Regions from separate parts of the Mus musculus genome. Here regions 1, 2, 3 and 4 are each linked to region 5. The links are chromatin contacts, called in public Hi-C, HiChIP or PLAC-seq and promoter capture Hi-C maps. All regions are on one chromosome and are shown on one strand. Each heading gives the region's core, a stretch centred on a gene start, on an enhancer-like site or on the middle of the called end of the contact. The rest is flanking DNA. Distances are from core to core; before and after follow the strand shown.

Region 1 (2,700 bases), core at 39-2,538, 390 kb after region 5:
GGTTGTTGTTGTTGTTGTTTGAGGGGCTTTGCTTTGTTTTCTTTTGGTAGTACTGGGAATTGAACTCAGCTAGTGTGCTAAGAAAGTCTCGGTGATCAGGAAAGGCACTGGCACTATAGTCTTTAGTCTTTAACTGGTCATCACTCTGGATTCTGTCCATAGAGACGATGGGGAGAGCGGCTTAGGTATTTGGAACGTGGCTCCCAGAGACTGAATCCTGTTGCAATGTCCAGAGAAAAAGGATGCAAGAAGGACCACTTGTGCCATGAGACACTGGGTTCTTGAACACAACAACTTCATGATGTTTTCAGCCCCAAATAGCCCCACTCTGCAGACACCATCACTTTGAATCAAGCATTTAAAAAGCTGAATTAGTATATCCTCCAGAAACCGCCCAGCTTGTAAGATAAATGACTGGCCATGCAACTAGTTTGTGCTTTGGGGCTCCGTAGAAGACCTGGTGGGATTTCTACATGGCCATGGAAATAATTCTTCTCTGCAAATTGAGCTTTCCTTCCTTTTCGAACCAGAACACAAGTATGCCTAAGATGTGAGAGGCAGGAAATGCCAGCCTGAATTGCTGCACTTGGAGCAGCTGAGTGTACACAGGAGCCTCAGGCATAAATCTCCAGCATTCTCCAAGCTCTGGACAGCCGGACAGGGAAATGGGACAGACTCGCTTCACTCTAGATTTCAAACTGCCTTCTTCCCACTTCTGCCCCACCGGAAGCTACTTACCTCCCTGTGTTACCAGGATATTTTGTGCTCACCTATCTCTGAGAGCAAGCTTCTCTACCTCCCCCTCCCGCCCCCCAGCTCTCTCCACCCACACACCCACCCCTGCCTCTCAAGCCCAGGTCTGAATTGGGTGTCCCTCTGCTTTGTACACGTTGGATGTTCTCTTGGCTCCGTATTGTAAGTACCTGCTTGTGCTCATCGGGACAACCGGCTGTCCCATTCTCCTTTTGTCCCCTTGCATATACGCGCTGTCTGGGGCTTAGCGAGGGCTCAGAAATGTTTGTAATATATAGACGAGGTGGCGTGCAGGGGAACTCCAGCCCTTGGCCCCATTGTCCCCGTGGCTCACACTCGGGACTCTGTACCTGGGAGCTGCGCCGCCGCGCAGCCAGGACCGCCTCCTGGGTGCCAGAGCGACCCCGCCCTCTGGACCGCGTCCCCGTGCGCTGGGCGGCGAGGCTCCAGGGCGGCCGCCAGGAGCAGGTGGGGGCGGCGGCTCCGCCTCCGCGTCCCGGCAGCGCTTAAGCCCGGCTGGGAGCGAGCGAGGAGCGCAGAGTCCAGCTTAGCCGGGCGCGCAGAAGCAACGCCAGGCACTGTCTGCAGCCCAGCCGGGATCCTCGAGGCGACGGGGACGACGGAGACGACGGGGACGACGGAGACGACGGGGACAGCGGGGACGGAGGCGCCAGCTAAAGTCCAGTCGGCCGGGTTACGGCCAGCTGCAGGTAGCTGCTCTGCTCGCGTCCGGGCCCTGGGTTAAGTAAGTGGCCGATTGGGGTTGTCGCGGAGGGTATTGGGGACAGTCCCGAGGTAGAGTGGCCTCCCGCGTTGTCAAAGACGCTGGGTGAGTGAGAGTGCCCAGGACCCTCTCCAAACTGTAGTCCCCAGCCGCGACTACGTCTGGGAGCTGCTCCGTGCAGCCCTAGCGGCAACCACTCGCTCCCTGCCCGCCACGGGTCGGAAAGGGACCATGGCTACACCAGGTCACCTCAGGGCTCCCTGGTGACCTCCCAGGACAGCACTCTTCCGTTATCAGCTTCTGGCACGGAGGCCTCTTAGTCTGATGCCCCAAGGGGGCTCTGCTTCCCTTCCCCCACGTCACCCCCCACCCCTCCCCTGAGAACAAAAGGGCGGATCTTGCTTGTGTTGGGGATGTTAAGGAAGGGTCCCTGGCGATTAGGAGAGATCTGGGAACCTGCACAATCAGACAAGGACTGAGGATACTGGACCATTTCCCAGAAAGAAAGCCAATTCCTGAGGGAAAAAGTGACTTATCCAAGGTCACACAGTTCCTGGTGACAGAGTCGGGCCAGGAGCTGAGTCCTGACTCCCCGAGGCTTATCTGTAAGCCTGCCTAGGTCAGGAGCCAGAGAGTGTATGTGTCTGTCTATCCATTATCTCTAGCCATTTACATCTGGCCACAAATGGCCTTTAAAGTCCTTTGGAGGTGTGCGGGACTGGGTAATTGTGGCCATTCCCCCGGATACCTAGCCAGGAGCTCACGGGGAGCAAGCTTGGGAGAAGAACACGCTCTCCTGTAGGATGCCAGGCATCCATTCCCCTGTGGAAACAATGTCTTCTGTGTGCTTGGAGTGTCTGCCATGAGTGTGAGAACCTGAGTTGGGTAGATGTTCTGCCCAGAAACCCAGGAAGCCTGTCTAATGGCCTCAGGAAAAACCAGAAGTATCTCTGACACACACACAGTCTGGGGACTCTCTGAGGAAAGTTTCCAGTGGGACAGTGGTATTCCTCTTCTGTGCCTGGGGTCCTTGGATGTAAGTGAGAGCATTTGTTGGGCAGACTTGTGTGACTTTAAAAGCTTGTGTGCCTCACTGTCTTTGCCTTCGTCACCTCAGAGAGGGCCAGGAGAGGGTTTCTTGCTGCCAGTTAGTATTATAATCATCAGACACTCTAGCCTTGTTTTTAATGTTCACTCCTTTTACTTTCTATGTAAGTATTTTT
Region 2 (2,700 bases), core at 31-2,530, 350 kb after region 5:
GAGTCTTTGAGCTAAAATCAGCTTTGGAAGACAGCTGGAATTCATTATTTCAAAGAGAAAGAAACTCAGTCCCAAGAAAGGGAGTTTACTGAAGGTCATTTGACTAGAACAGGGTAGAGCCGTGGCCAGAGGCAGGATATAGACCTCTTAGTCTGAGATCTCTTTCAACTTAGGATTTCCCTCTTCCAGTTGTCAGTTCGTGTGTGTGTGTGTGTGTGTGTGTGTGTGTGTGTGTGTGTGTGTGTTATATGTATACTATATATACAGCAGAAATCAGCAAGTTGAGGAAGTTTAAAAAAAACAAGCAAACAAATCCCTCTATTTTCATGCCTTACTACCTGTTACATTGTGGGTGCAGATGTGTGTGTGTGTGTGTGTGTGTGTATTAAAAATCTCTTGTGCTGAATACCAAAACTTTACCAACCTGATCTACCCACAGGAAAGCTGAGACCAGCAACTAAGGTTAAACAGGGTTCCTGTCTATCACTGAGAATGGGAAGCAATGTGGCAAGCCTGCATCTGCCAAGTCAATACAGAAAGAGAAAGCAAACCACACCTAGGGACTGTATGTGGAAGGGGACTTAATACAGAGAAACTGACTGAGGCCATATGGTAGACTCCCACGAATGACCCCAGAATGCTGTAGAACTGAGCGGTCTGGAACCCTGCCACACCTATTCCAACTAAAAAGGTACAAAACCAAGAGATCAAGACGCTTATCTTGGAAGTCCTGAGTATAAGGGGGGAAAAAGGCCTCCCAACTGAGGTGCAGGACCAAACAGGAGTCAGTGGGCCGCGATTCCATGGCTCCTGCATGACTGCATGCCACTCACAGGTCTGGAGAATGAACACTGGACCACTTCCAGGGTGGGAAGGAAACAAACTCCACTTATGCCTATGCCTGATCTGGGTCCATAAAAAGGCAACTAAAAGATGCCCCTGCCCAGTTTCCACCATCTAGTTTCCAATGCCTACATCCTGTTTGTGGGATCTAATCGGCATTCACAACATAACAGGCGGTAAGACACGAAAATAGAGGGATCTGCTAGCTTGTGTTTTCAGCTTCCTGATTTCTGCCTTACAGAATATACAGTAAGTTGAAGGAGGAACAGGGGAAAGACTTAGGAGGCAGAAGGATGGTCTTGCAAGTCTGATGACCCGAGTTGGGTCTCAGAATCCATGTAAAAATCCAGATGCAGGGGCTGAAGCCTATGTTCCCTGCACTACCGAAGTGAGAGGGAGGCAGGGGCGGGAGAATTGGCTGGCTGCTCAAAAAGCACAGAAAGCTCTGAGTAACCGAATGTCTGGAGGCAAACTCCAAGAACTGTCTAACCCCACTGCAAAGGGAAGCTCAAGGGGCCAAGCCAGCCACAGAGCAATGGGCAGAATGAATTAAAAGGTTTAGGCCAGTAGCTTATAACTAGGCAATTCAGTCTTTTTCTAATGCAGAGAAACAACTGCACATACAAATTGAGATGTCAGTTTCATATTGCTTGCAACACACACACACACTAAACATTAAGAGAATCAGAGTGTTGCTGATAAAATAAAGGTGGAAAAAACTTTCTCAGGGAGTTCAGTGAAGCCTTCAACTGGAGGAGTGCAGAGTCCCAGAAGGACCTCCAGGGACACATGGTTCAGTGAAACAAAGTGATTTTACAATGTACAGTGTGGTGATGCTCACTGAAGAAAAGAACACCTTCAATGCAGGAAGGACTTTATGGGCTACAAGCCAGCTACTCGGAAGGACTAACCAGGGGAACTGCCCACTGGTCCACACCCCTTCCTAGGCTCTTAGACTCACAAACATATTAAGGATGTGAAAGGCCAGGGTAGGGAGAAGAGTTCTAAAACATCACTGGAAGAAATTTCCGGAGACAGGAGCATGCCTATTATCCACTGCTGAGCACCAGAATGGCCTTGACCTGTTGCATGCTCTCTAATCAATGAGAGGTCAGAGCTAATGACAAGCTAACTTAACTTACAACCAGGAGCTTGGAGTGAAAAAAAAAAATCCAGGAAAATAATTTCTTTGTGGATGAGTCGGGGAGCCCTCCTGCACTGAAATGAGCCTGTTAAGCTCTCGGAGTGGACGTGGGAGAGGAGGACACAGATTTCCTTTGACCAGAAGAGCCACATCGAAGATAAATCTGGGGAACAGAGCCTTTGAAGTCCTGGCCAAGAGGAGCTACCTGCAAGGGCAGTGATCTGGTTGCAGCGGGGAACCAAGAATGGAACCCATTGTCTGCAGGCAGCAGCAACACCAGCACTGAGGGCAAGTGAACTAGGGTGTGTCTGCTGGTTAAGGCCTCTATCACAAAGGGCCCCAAACTGTGCAATGTAAAACAAGAAATGTGTTTCACAGATGTGGAAGCTAGGAGGCCCAGATCAGAGTGTGAGGAGGGCCTGCCTCTATGAGGAATTTTTCCAGACCTCTTTCAAATGCCTGCCAGCTGCCCACAAACCCAGGTGTCTGCTCACTTGTAACTAAATGACTGTCTTTTCACATGGCCTTCCTCCTGGCGCTCTCCTCTGCGTACCAATGCCTGTGTTCTTAGGAATATCACTCATTGGGTATAGGGCCTATCCTAATCCAAGAAGACTTCCCTTTTAGCTTAATTACATCTGCAAAGATCTTGTTACCAAATAATGTCACATCCTAAGATACTGGGCTCTAGAGCTTCCACCTATCTTTGGAGG
Region 3 (2,700 bases), core at 125-2,624, 330 kb after region 5:
GCCATAAGAAACATTAAATTTGCTGTTGACATTCTGCAGTCTGGTGACAGATGAGCATGTGCTGCAGTGACACCGGCCATGCTTAGATGAAGCAGAGAGGCACTCTGACTGTTCACACACTGGCCCAGGACATGGCCTCCAGCCCCCAGCAGACTCCTGCTTCCTTTTCTGAGCTGAGTTAAGGCCGTTTTCCATGTGGCAAGCTTGTAGAAACCCTGCTCTGCTTCCACCTTTGTCTTCTGTTTCCCATGCCATAGATGCTAACTCCCCTCCCCCATGTTTCTCTTTCCCAGCCCCAACCCTAGGGAAAGAACTCTGTGGATAGAAAAGGCAGGAGTGTGCATGGCTTAAATGGGAACCACCTTTCTTCCCTGTGGACCTCAATGTGGATCATAGAGTGGATGGGATGCAGGATGCAGAGGCCCCGAAGCATATCCCAGCTCATCTTTTCTTCCCTCCATAGTTTTGAGAAGCAGCTTCATGGGTATTTGGGGGAGCTTGTCCAATACAGGGTGCTCCCCTCCTTTCACCTCCCAACAGGAAACTACAATTCTGGTTTGCATCCTTCCAGACATAGCCCTGTCTTGAATTACTTCAAGCTTTATAATTTTCTACAATCTGGGAGTGGGGGAGATCTCTGTGGGTGAGAGGTTTCCTTTATAAACCAGCCTCAGAACTCATGGGATAGTGGAAGAGAAGCGACTCCACATAGTTGTCCTGTAACCTCTAATTCAGTTTTGTGACATGTACACACACACACACACACACACACACACACACTACCAACACCACCAGTGGTGATGATGATGGTGGTGGTGGTAGAGAGAAGGAGAGCAGAAGGGAGACAGGGCCATAGGGAGGGAGGGAGAGCGAGAGGGAGAGAGTTCCCATGTTTCATGAGTGGTTTCTCACTCTGAATGATTAGAGTGAAAATCCGCACAGCAGAATACCCTGACCTGCTCAACAGACCTGTCAGTGTCCCAGGAGCAGCCACTCACTTAGCTGAGCTCTGCAATGCAGGGGAAGTGAGGGTATCTTAGATGGGGAAAACAGTTACTGGGCATGCGCTTTGTCCTGGATCTCACAGGTCTTCAGCCTACATAGGCTCCCTCCCTCCCTCCCTCCCTCCCTGTCTCCTTCCTCATTACTGCTCTTTCTTTCTGTATTCCTCGTTGTGCAGGTCTGGATAGAATGTATGCTGTGTCAGTAGAGCAATGGGAATCTCCATCACTTATCTCAAAATCCTGGGCTTAACTTACTACCAGGAACACTCAACAGAAGGCAGTTAGTGCAGCACACTTGGGAGAGCGGTGAGATAAAGTAAATTGCTGATGCCTGGAAGTTTAGTGGATGATGAACTTACTGAACACACACCACCTAGTGGCAAGCTGGAGTAAGACCACCTCAGCACGGGGCCAGACGCTAGTTCTCCCAGAGCAGGTACTGTGCCCTGTGAGGCGCTTTCTCATTGTAGTATTGTATTATTTAATCAGCACGTGTATAAATCTCTCAGAGTGGGAGCTGAAGGATGAGTTACAACTGAGAACTTAGATCATCTGGCTGCAAAGATAGACTCCTTGCACAGCACACATTATGGGAGCCAAGGACAGCGGCAGCTTATCTGATTAGGAAGTTAGAATTCTGCACGAATAACAGCTACTCTCAAAGATTTGAGTAAATACCAGAGTATCCAGAACAATAGACGATTACTTCACATTTTTACATTTGGACACATTTTAATAGATAGCCGGCTCCCTGTTCCCATAAACTGAATCTATAATCTCCAGTCTAATACATAACAAGGACAGTACCCCTCCACATCTTTGTTTTTACAAGAGGGGACTGTGTTGATATTTCTGAGCCCAAGAACCATTTTCAGCTTTGTTTTTTCATCAATGGTGAAAGAAATATTCACCTGCAAGAAGAGCCAGTGCATTCTGAGATGAATAAATTCAACCAAATGTCACTGTTCACCATGAAACGACTAGTCAAAACAACATTCACTGCTTCTGATGATGTGTCATTGAAATTCGTCAAACTGAAACAGCAGATCTGCCTCACATAAACCCACGACAGCAAAACTGGCCCTTCATACAGTCTTGTGGCCTCTGGAGCAAATACCAACCCGGTGGGCCGAGGCTGGCCTGGGTGTGGCAAGCAGTGACGAATGCTTACTAAAATCCTCTAGTCACCATCGGGCGTCCTGGGGACCTGCATTTTGTGACTGAGTGCAAAAGTCTTCTAGGCCCCTGAGGTGAGGACATCTGCCTTGTCCTGGAAGAAGGAGCAGCAGCAGAAATGGCTCTTTCATCCTGCAGCCCAGCAGCCCTGCCAGGACCCCAGCCCGTATTACAAACATCTGCTCTCCCATTGTGCAGTGAGAGGCATTTGCTAGGTTGGGCCTTTGTTAGACTGGCATGGAGGACAAGGCCTACATCTTCACTCCACTTAAAGTCACCACTGGCCATGGGAAATGGTTTGTATAGGTGGATTTGGTGGGGTTCAAGTTGTTGGGAACTCCTTACTTGAATGAAGAGGACGGTCACCTTGCTCTACAATATTGAAAACAGAGATTACTAGCTGCGTTCCTTTCCCTGGACTCCTGAGGAAATGAGTCTTGGTTAACTGCTGGACACATAATGCCACCCTTCTTCTGCTGAAGTTTTTAGGGTATGAGAGAGGGAGAAACAGACACACACA
Region 4 (2,700 bases), core at 70-2,569, 280 kb before region 5:
TTAATTCTGGAGTGTCTTGGCAGGGAAGGACTAGCTGAAATGAAGAGCAAGTATATTTATGTGATGAATAATATTAGGACCCAGGGGGGTATTTAGAAGGTGGAAAAAAGGAGTGGGTTAATTTTGAACCATTTTCAATTTCCATACCAGTCATTACCCACATTAGTGGATTTATTATGTTCTTTTTCTTTCCCTAATAAGAGCCTTGTAAAACCCAGCATATCATCAAGCAACCTAATAATTACTGTATTTAGGGGCAAATGTTAGATCCTAGACAGAGACTGTTTATCACGTCCTGCTCCCTAAAGTTCAACTGAATAGCCACTTTTCTGTTTCCTCATTAATAATTATAATAAGTAAACTGCACAAAAGAGGAAGAAAGAACTCAGCAAATCAAAACATAGCAAACTGGGAAGGCCAGAGCACTAAAGCATCCTGCCATGACTCACAGACCACGTGAGCCGTTAGAATCATGATTCTTAATTTTCCTGACCAGAACTCTGAAGGGAGCAGAAACCGGCACCAAATGAATCCACTCAATTAATGAGGATGCCCAGATGGCAAAGAGGGAAATAAATAATTCCCTCAGTCTGCCCTTTGTCACCTCAACCCCCAAGTTGTAGGCCTCCTTAGGGATTTCAAAGCAAAGCTTAGTGTGACCAGGAATGTGGAGGGTTTGCTACCCTTCAGTCCTTAAAGCTCTGGGCAACAACCAGGAGGCATCTGTGAGGAAGCTGCCTGCTGGCTTTGCTCTTGAGGATGTTTTCAAACACCATAACCCACTCACCTCAGAGGGCTTGCCCCCCTCATCCTTTCCCTTCTCTTCCTTATCATCCATTTCCTTCCTTTTTATTCATTCTCTCTCTCTGGCCCCCCAGTTTCTCTTTCTCTTTGTTCTCTTTCTCTCTTTTCTCTCTCTCTCTCCCTCCCTCCCTCCTCTCTCTTAATTTAAACTTGTTTCTGTCTCTTTGGACCTCCCACACACACACACATGTTTTTCTTGCTGATTTCCCTTATATATTACACATTTAACAAACTTATCTCTTGCTTCAATTGCTGAAGGTGCCACTGACAGAGGTCTAAACAAAAGCTCAACACCCAAATAACCTATTCCTCCTGTGAGTAAACCCCTCCACTTCCCCCTTCCTATTTTTTTTTATCCCAAAGCAGAACCAGTCACCTTTTTTGTTTACAGGTTTACTGATCTCTTCCCTTCTGCTAAGATCCGGGCATTTTGAGGCGTGTTTAGACACCTCCTGTAAGTATTCCCCAAGGTGAAAGCAACCACAACTCCTCACTCTTTGTCTTTGAAAGCTTAGACCAGTTGGAAACTTTGGAACAACCACTTAGTGCCAAATCTGCCCTTGATCTTCTCTTTATAGCACATGGGGTTTACACTGCGAGCCAGATTCAGTCCCCAGGGACCTCTGCTGGGGAACACAGGAAGAATTCTCCCTTCTGCAGGGAGTGTTTTCAGGCCAGAATGCATAAACCGTTGAGAACATCTCCCGTGGAGTCTGCAGAGAGGAAGATAATCCATTACCCTGCAGGCAGTTGGCCTTGGCGGGAAGGACTGGGGCCGCCTCCAGTGACACAAAGGAGAGCTGCATTTGAAATCTCCCCAAAGCCAGGCCTACTTTCCCCCACGGGTTTTGCATTTCTCAGACAGCAATGCAAAAGGAGATAGAGAACAGAAATGCAAATCGCAACCTTTAAGAAAATATATAAACCCAAAAGATGAATAAGGGCCTTCTAGTTCCATAGATGCCAAAAGCATCCCTTTGGCTAAATGAAAAACGCATTCCCAGCTGCACCAAGTCTTCCCATATTGCCCAGATGAAGCCAGCCTCTGCAAGAGACGGCCATACTTCAAAGAGCAGCACAGAACCTCTTTATCACCACAGGATTTCACAAGAATCTAGAGAAAGGCAGAAGAAATGAGGGCAAGCTAAGGCTGCCTTAAAGAAGCCTGGTTGTAGACACTGAGCTGAGGGCCAGCATCACTGAGGGAAGCCTGGAGAGAGGCAAGCAGAACCGGCATCCAGTGCTCACATCCATCTGGGGAGAGATAGACCTCCTGTGCTTTGAAGCCCAGAGCCATCGCAGCAAAGGGGTTATAAAAATGCTTTGGAGGTTGACCTGTCCCTAAAGCACAAGGAGGCAGGATTTGGAGAATATCTGTGCAAATGGTGGGCTCCACCCGGAGCCAGGGGAAATGCTCAGTTTGAAGGAGGGAGGAGCCATCAGGGGGAAAACAGGCACGTGGTCCAAGAGGAGGAAATAGAAATGGAACACAAATGTGCAAAAATACACCTGAGGACAATGCTAAGTCAAAAAAGTCAAATCTGCAAGAAGGTCAAATTTATCACTTAGACTAAAAGGAGAAAGGGATATGAAGCACACAGGCAGAATAAAGGGAAAGTTCTCTACAGCTAAACTGTGGGATGGACCCACACAGACACACACACACACACACACACACACCGTCAGTATCATCACCATCACTATCACCTCCACCATCACCAAATCTGCCCATGCACCTCCAACACTACCACCACCAATAACACATACACAAACACGCACATATACACCATCACCGTCACCACCACCACCACACCACTACCACCACCACCACATCTACACACACACCACCAATAACAACAACAACACACACACACACTCACAGAGACTGATAGCATT
Region 5 (2,700 bases), core at 38-2,537:
GAACACTTTCCGTTTTGCTCTATAATGAGAGTACTTTCATTCCTTTAATGTTTGCTTTTTTTCCCTTTGATCTAACAATTTCTGTTCAAATTTCACAGTTTTTCTGTAGCTTTAGGAATGAAAGAACCGATTACCCTGCTGGGAGCGTGAAACGGATTTTAAAAAATATATATCTGCATGACATTTCCTTCCAGTAAAATTAATTTAGGTTTAAATACAGGAGGATGGCACACACCGGCTCCAGTCCCTTTCTCCGGTACACCTAGGCAATTCCTTATCCTTAAAGGATTCAGTCGCACCTGCTGCAGAGTCAGTCTTTTGTGAAGATCCTACCAAGGGGCAGAGAACCACTTTCTTTGTGTAAGACCGATGCCACCTTTGGGATGTCTCTATTTCTTTTAGCACCGGTCTCAGAAGCATAGTGGACTTTGGGGGCACTGTCCCTGCCAGTGTCTGGGGTACTTAAGTGTAGCTAGATCAGCTCTCTCTGCTTTAGGAGACGCTTCTTGTGGCAGGGCAGGGACCTTCGGTTCCTGACCAACAAAGGACAAATTAAAGGGTGATGGGAAGGGCGCTTCCCAGCCTTGGTGGCATCCTGGCCTGCTCCAAACCCGCACGTAATCCTTAGAGACCTTGTCTTCTCCTTCTGGAAGTACCCCCACCCCTGCACCCCCTCCCCCGAGCTGTGTGGCTGATCCAAACCTAGAGCTTGCTGCCAGTCCCACCACCTTCCTCCTACGACCCCTCCATCCCCTTCTAATTCGGGAAGCAGCACTGTACACTGCTGCCCGGCCCGCCTCGCGTCCCTGGCGGCGTGCCCAACACCTCGGGGCAGGCTCCGAGTCCTGATGGTCTCCACCCCTTGGTCTGCAGCCTCCCCCTGCAGCCAGGGTTGCAGGAGCTGTCAAGCCGGCCGAGCGGATTCAGCCCGGAGCGCCGGCGTTCCTCTCCTTCCTTTGTGTGCGCGCGCGAGCCGAGTTGGGGAGGAGGGAGAAGGGGGAGGTCGCTGTCTATCTGTCTCCCCCGCCTTTGCCCGGGCCGCTCGAAGTGCGGCGGCGGGAGAGGCTGGATCCCTAGAGTCAGTGCCGGGAGCCGAAGGGCGCCCAGGTTCCAGTCGCGCGCAGGGAGCGGGCCCGCGGCGGGGACAGCGGGGACGCCGAGAGAGGTGGTCCCATCCTCCTGGCCGGCCGCCTTGGCCTCGCTGTGCCCCTGCCACCTCGACGCCCGCAGCGGAGTGCGCCCAGGCGCCGAGAGGGACGGCGAGCACGAATAAATAGCGGCGGCGGCAGCGCGTCATCTGGCGGAGCAGGAAGTACAGGCAGAGTCCGGAGGCCGGTGCTTCCCGCGCGTCCCCAGGACTTTGCCATGGGCTGGGGGCCGCGCGGGCTGCGAGCAGCCGGCCGAGGGCAGCGGCGACGCCGCCCGCACCAGGACTGAGAGAGCGGTGACGCGCGGCGCCGAGATGGCAGCATCCAGCAACTCTAGTCTGTCCGGCTCCTCCGTGTCCTCTGGTGAGTTTCAGCGCGCGGGCGCCCGTGCTGGGATGGAGAGTCTACCTGTGGCCGTCCCTCCCGCTCTAGGAGAGCGTGGCGCGGGACACGAGCGTCACTGGGACACTTGTTAAGGTGGTCAACACCTTTGCGTCTGAGCGGTGACAGTGTAGTGGTGGGACTCGGTGGTGTCCTAGGCGTGCGGACCTGGAGTCTGGGGCTCCTGGCGAGCAGTAGCTGCCAGCAGCCTTGCACTTTCTGCACAGCTGGAACAGGGGCAGAAGGCGCAGGGAAGCTGAGGGCACAGCTGGGCTCGGGACCTGTCTGCCTTGGTGCCAGAAACCTTGGATACTCAGAGCCAAAGAAGGGTGCAAACCCCAGCTCCTTGCAGACTCGGATTTCTTTGTTTGTTTCAGAAATTAGCTCCTTGGAGACACTCGCTTGGGGTATGGGTTTGAGAGAGCAGCCAGGACGAAAATGTGTCTTGCTCATCTGACTGAAGTGGGATAGTGGAATGGAGGTTGAGCCCAGCCTCTGACTCCTGGCGTGTTTAGTGTGTGTGTGTGAGTGTGTGTGTGTGTGTGTGTGTGTGTGTGTGTGTGTAGGGACAGACAGAGACAGAGAGACTGTGAGACAGACACAGAGAACATGTGTGCGCGCGGGAGGGGGGCGGTGGGGGCTGTAATTTTACTTTCAAGGCTTCTTTTTTTTTCAGTGTTAAATGTGGCTGGGTGAAAGAAGGGCTTTCAAGCTTTTCTATGGTTGATCAGCAGGTCTAATTGAACAGAAAAAAATGATAATGAATGTGAATGCATAAGAATCAATGGAGGCAGCCCCTCTGGTTTCTGAACATGACAGGTTTCTAATCAGACTGATGCATTAGGTACAGTTCTACTACCCCTTTGGTCACTGAAAACTTTAATAAGAAACCCTGAAGGGATGGCTGGTAAGACATTTGGCATGGTATACAGAACTCAAGGGTCCAAGACAACAGTCTTCAAGTCCTGGTGGGAATGCTCAGTGTGTTACTACTGTATGGTGTCCACAATTGAGTTCCTTTTATTTATTCTCCAAAAATTAAATCCGGAGTGGAGAAGAGATGCAGCACTGGCAGGAAGGCAGGCATTAAAAGGAATCATAGCTATGGATGTGTAACTAATCAGATTGTAGACACAAGGTGACTGTGACCAGTGTAGGTGTTCTCTTGAAA

What was found. Promoter capture Hi-C pulls out the DNA fragments that hold promoters and counts their contacts. A called contact is a pair of places that touch in the nucleus more often than the background predicts. HiChIP or PLAC-seq counts read pairs in DNA pulled down with a chosen protein or histone mark.
Region 1: a promoter capture Hi-C map of stem cell-derived epiblast-like cells shows a contact between it and region 5, with 2.4 times the contacts expected there. The contact joins the promoter of Wipf3 here to the promoter of Chn2 in region 5. A contact is called at or near these places in 4 of 39 promoter capture datasets (embryonic stem cells, liver and stem cell-derived epiblast-like cells) and 1 of 115 datasets of contacts at active chromatin or transcription factors (pancreatic cancer cells).
Region 2: a contact with region 5 is called in a Hi-C map of cerebral cortex, with 2.9 times the contacts expected there. The contact joins the enhancer-like site here to the promoter of Chn2 in region 5. A contact is called at or near these places in 4 of 39 promoter capture datasets (embryonic stem cells, frontonasal cranial neural crest and hippocampal neurons) and 8 of 484 Hi-C or Micro-C datasets (3T3-L1-derived adipocytes, cardiomyocytes, cerebral cortex and 4 more).
Region 3: a Hi-C map of the C2C12 cell line shows a contact between it and region 5, with 3 times the contacts expected there. The contact joins the enhancer-like site here to the promoter of Chn2 in region 5. A contact is called at or near these places in 12 of 39 promoter capture datasets (the 3T3-L1 cell line, cranial neural crest, embryonic stem cells and 5 more), 22 of 484 Hi-C or Micro-C datasets (3T3-L1-derived adipocytes, the Ba/F3 cell line, the C2C12 cell line and 15 more) and 3 of 115 datasets of contacts at active chromatin or transcription factors (extraembryonic endoderm stem cells, neural tube and pancreatic cancer cells).
Region 4: an H3K4me3 HiChIP or PLAC-seq map of embryonic midbrain shows a contact between it and region 5, with 5 times the contacts expected there. The contact joins the enhancer-like site here to the promoter of Chn2 in region 5. A contact is called at or near these places in 11 of 39 promoter capture datasets (the 3T3-L1 cell line, the HPC-7 cell line, cranial neural crest and 7 more), 5 of 484 Hi-C or Micro-C datasets (the AML12 cell line and embryonic stem cells), 8 of 115 datasets of contacts at active chromatin or transcription factors (embryonic basal ganglia, embryonic forebrain, embryonic hindbrain and 4 more) and 1 of 9 other capture datasets (pancreatic islet).

Annotation. Positions count from the first base shown.
Region 1 is chr6:54,428,398-54,431,097 of GRCm38.p6, forward strand. Wipf3 (WAS/WASL interacting protein family, member 3) reads left to right here and starts at 1,289. Exons shown (of 9, transcript NM_001167860.2): 1 at 1,289-1,463. It overlaps 9130019P16Rik (RIKEN cDNA 9130019P16 gene), which reads right to left and starts at 1,824. Exons shown (of 14, transcript NR_033635.1): 1 at 924-1,824.
Region 2 is chr6:54,386,726-54,389,425 of GRCm38.p6, forward strand. All of the region lies in intron 3 of 9130019P16Rik (RIKEN cDNA 9130019P16 gene), which reads right to left. Among named protein-coding and RNA genes, the nearest start is that of Wipf3, 42 kb to the right of the region's middle. Within about 2 kb of position 1,281, at least 22 of the 459 cell types and tissues checked have an H3K27ac peak or open chromatin away from gene starts, as enhancers often do. A contact at or near this core is called in cerebral cortex and uterus, where this site is marked.
Region 3 is chr6:54,366,912-54,369,611 of GRCm38.p6, forward strand. All of the region lies in intron 3 of 9130019P16Rik (RIKEN cDNA 9130019P16 gene), which reads right to left. Among named protein-coding and RNA genes, the nearest start is that of Prr15, 41 kb to the left of the region's middle. Within about 2 kb of position 1,375, at least 14 of the 459 cell types and tissues checked have an H3K27ac peak or open chromatin away from gene starts, as enhancers often do. A contact at or near this core is called in the C2C12 cell line, the N1E-115 cell line and pancreatic cancer cells, where this site is marked.
Region 4 is chr6:53,759,387-53,762,086 of GRCm38.p6, forward strand. No RefSeq gene overlaps it. Among named protein-coding and RNA genes, the nearest start is that of Tril, 60 kb to the right of the region's middle. Within about 2 kb of position 1,320, at least 54 of the 459 cell types and tissues checked have an H3K27ac peak or open chromatin away from gene starts, as enhancers often do. A contact at or near this core is called in pre-B cells and stem cell-derived neural progenitor cells, where this site is marked.
Region 5 is chr6:54,038,645-54,041,344 of GRCm38.p6, forward strand. Chn2 (chimerin 2) reads left to right here and starts at 1,288. Exons shown (of 13, transcript NM_001163640.1): 1 at 1,288-1,511. The coding sequence starts at 1,463.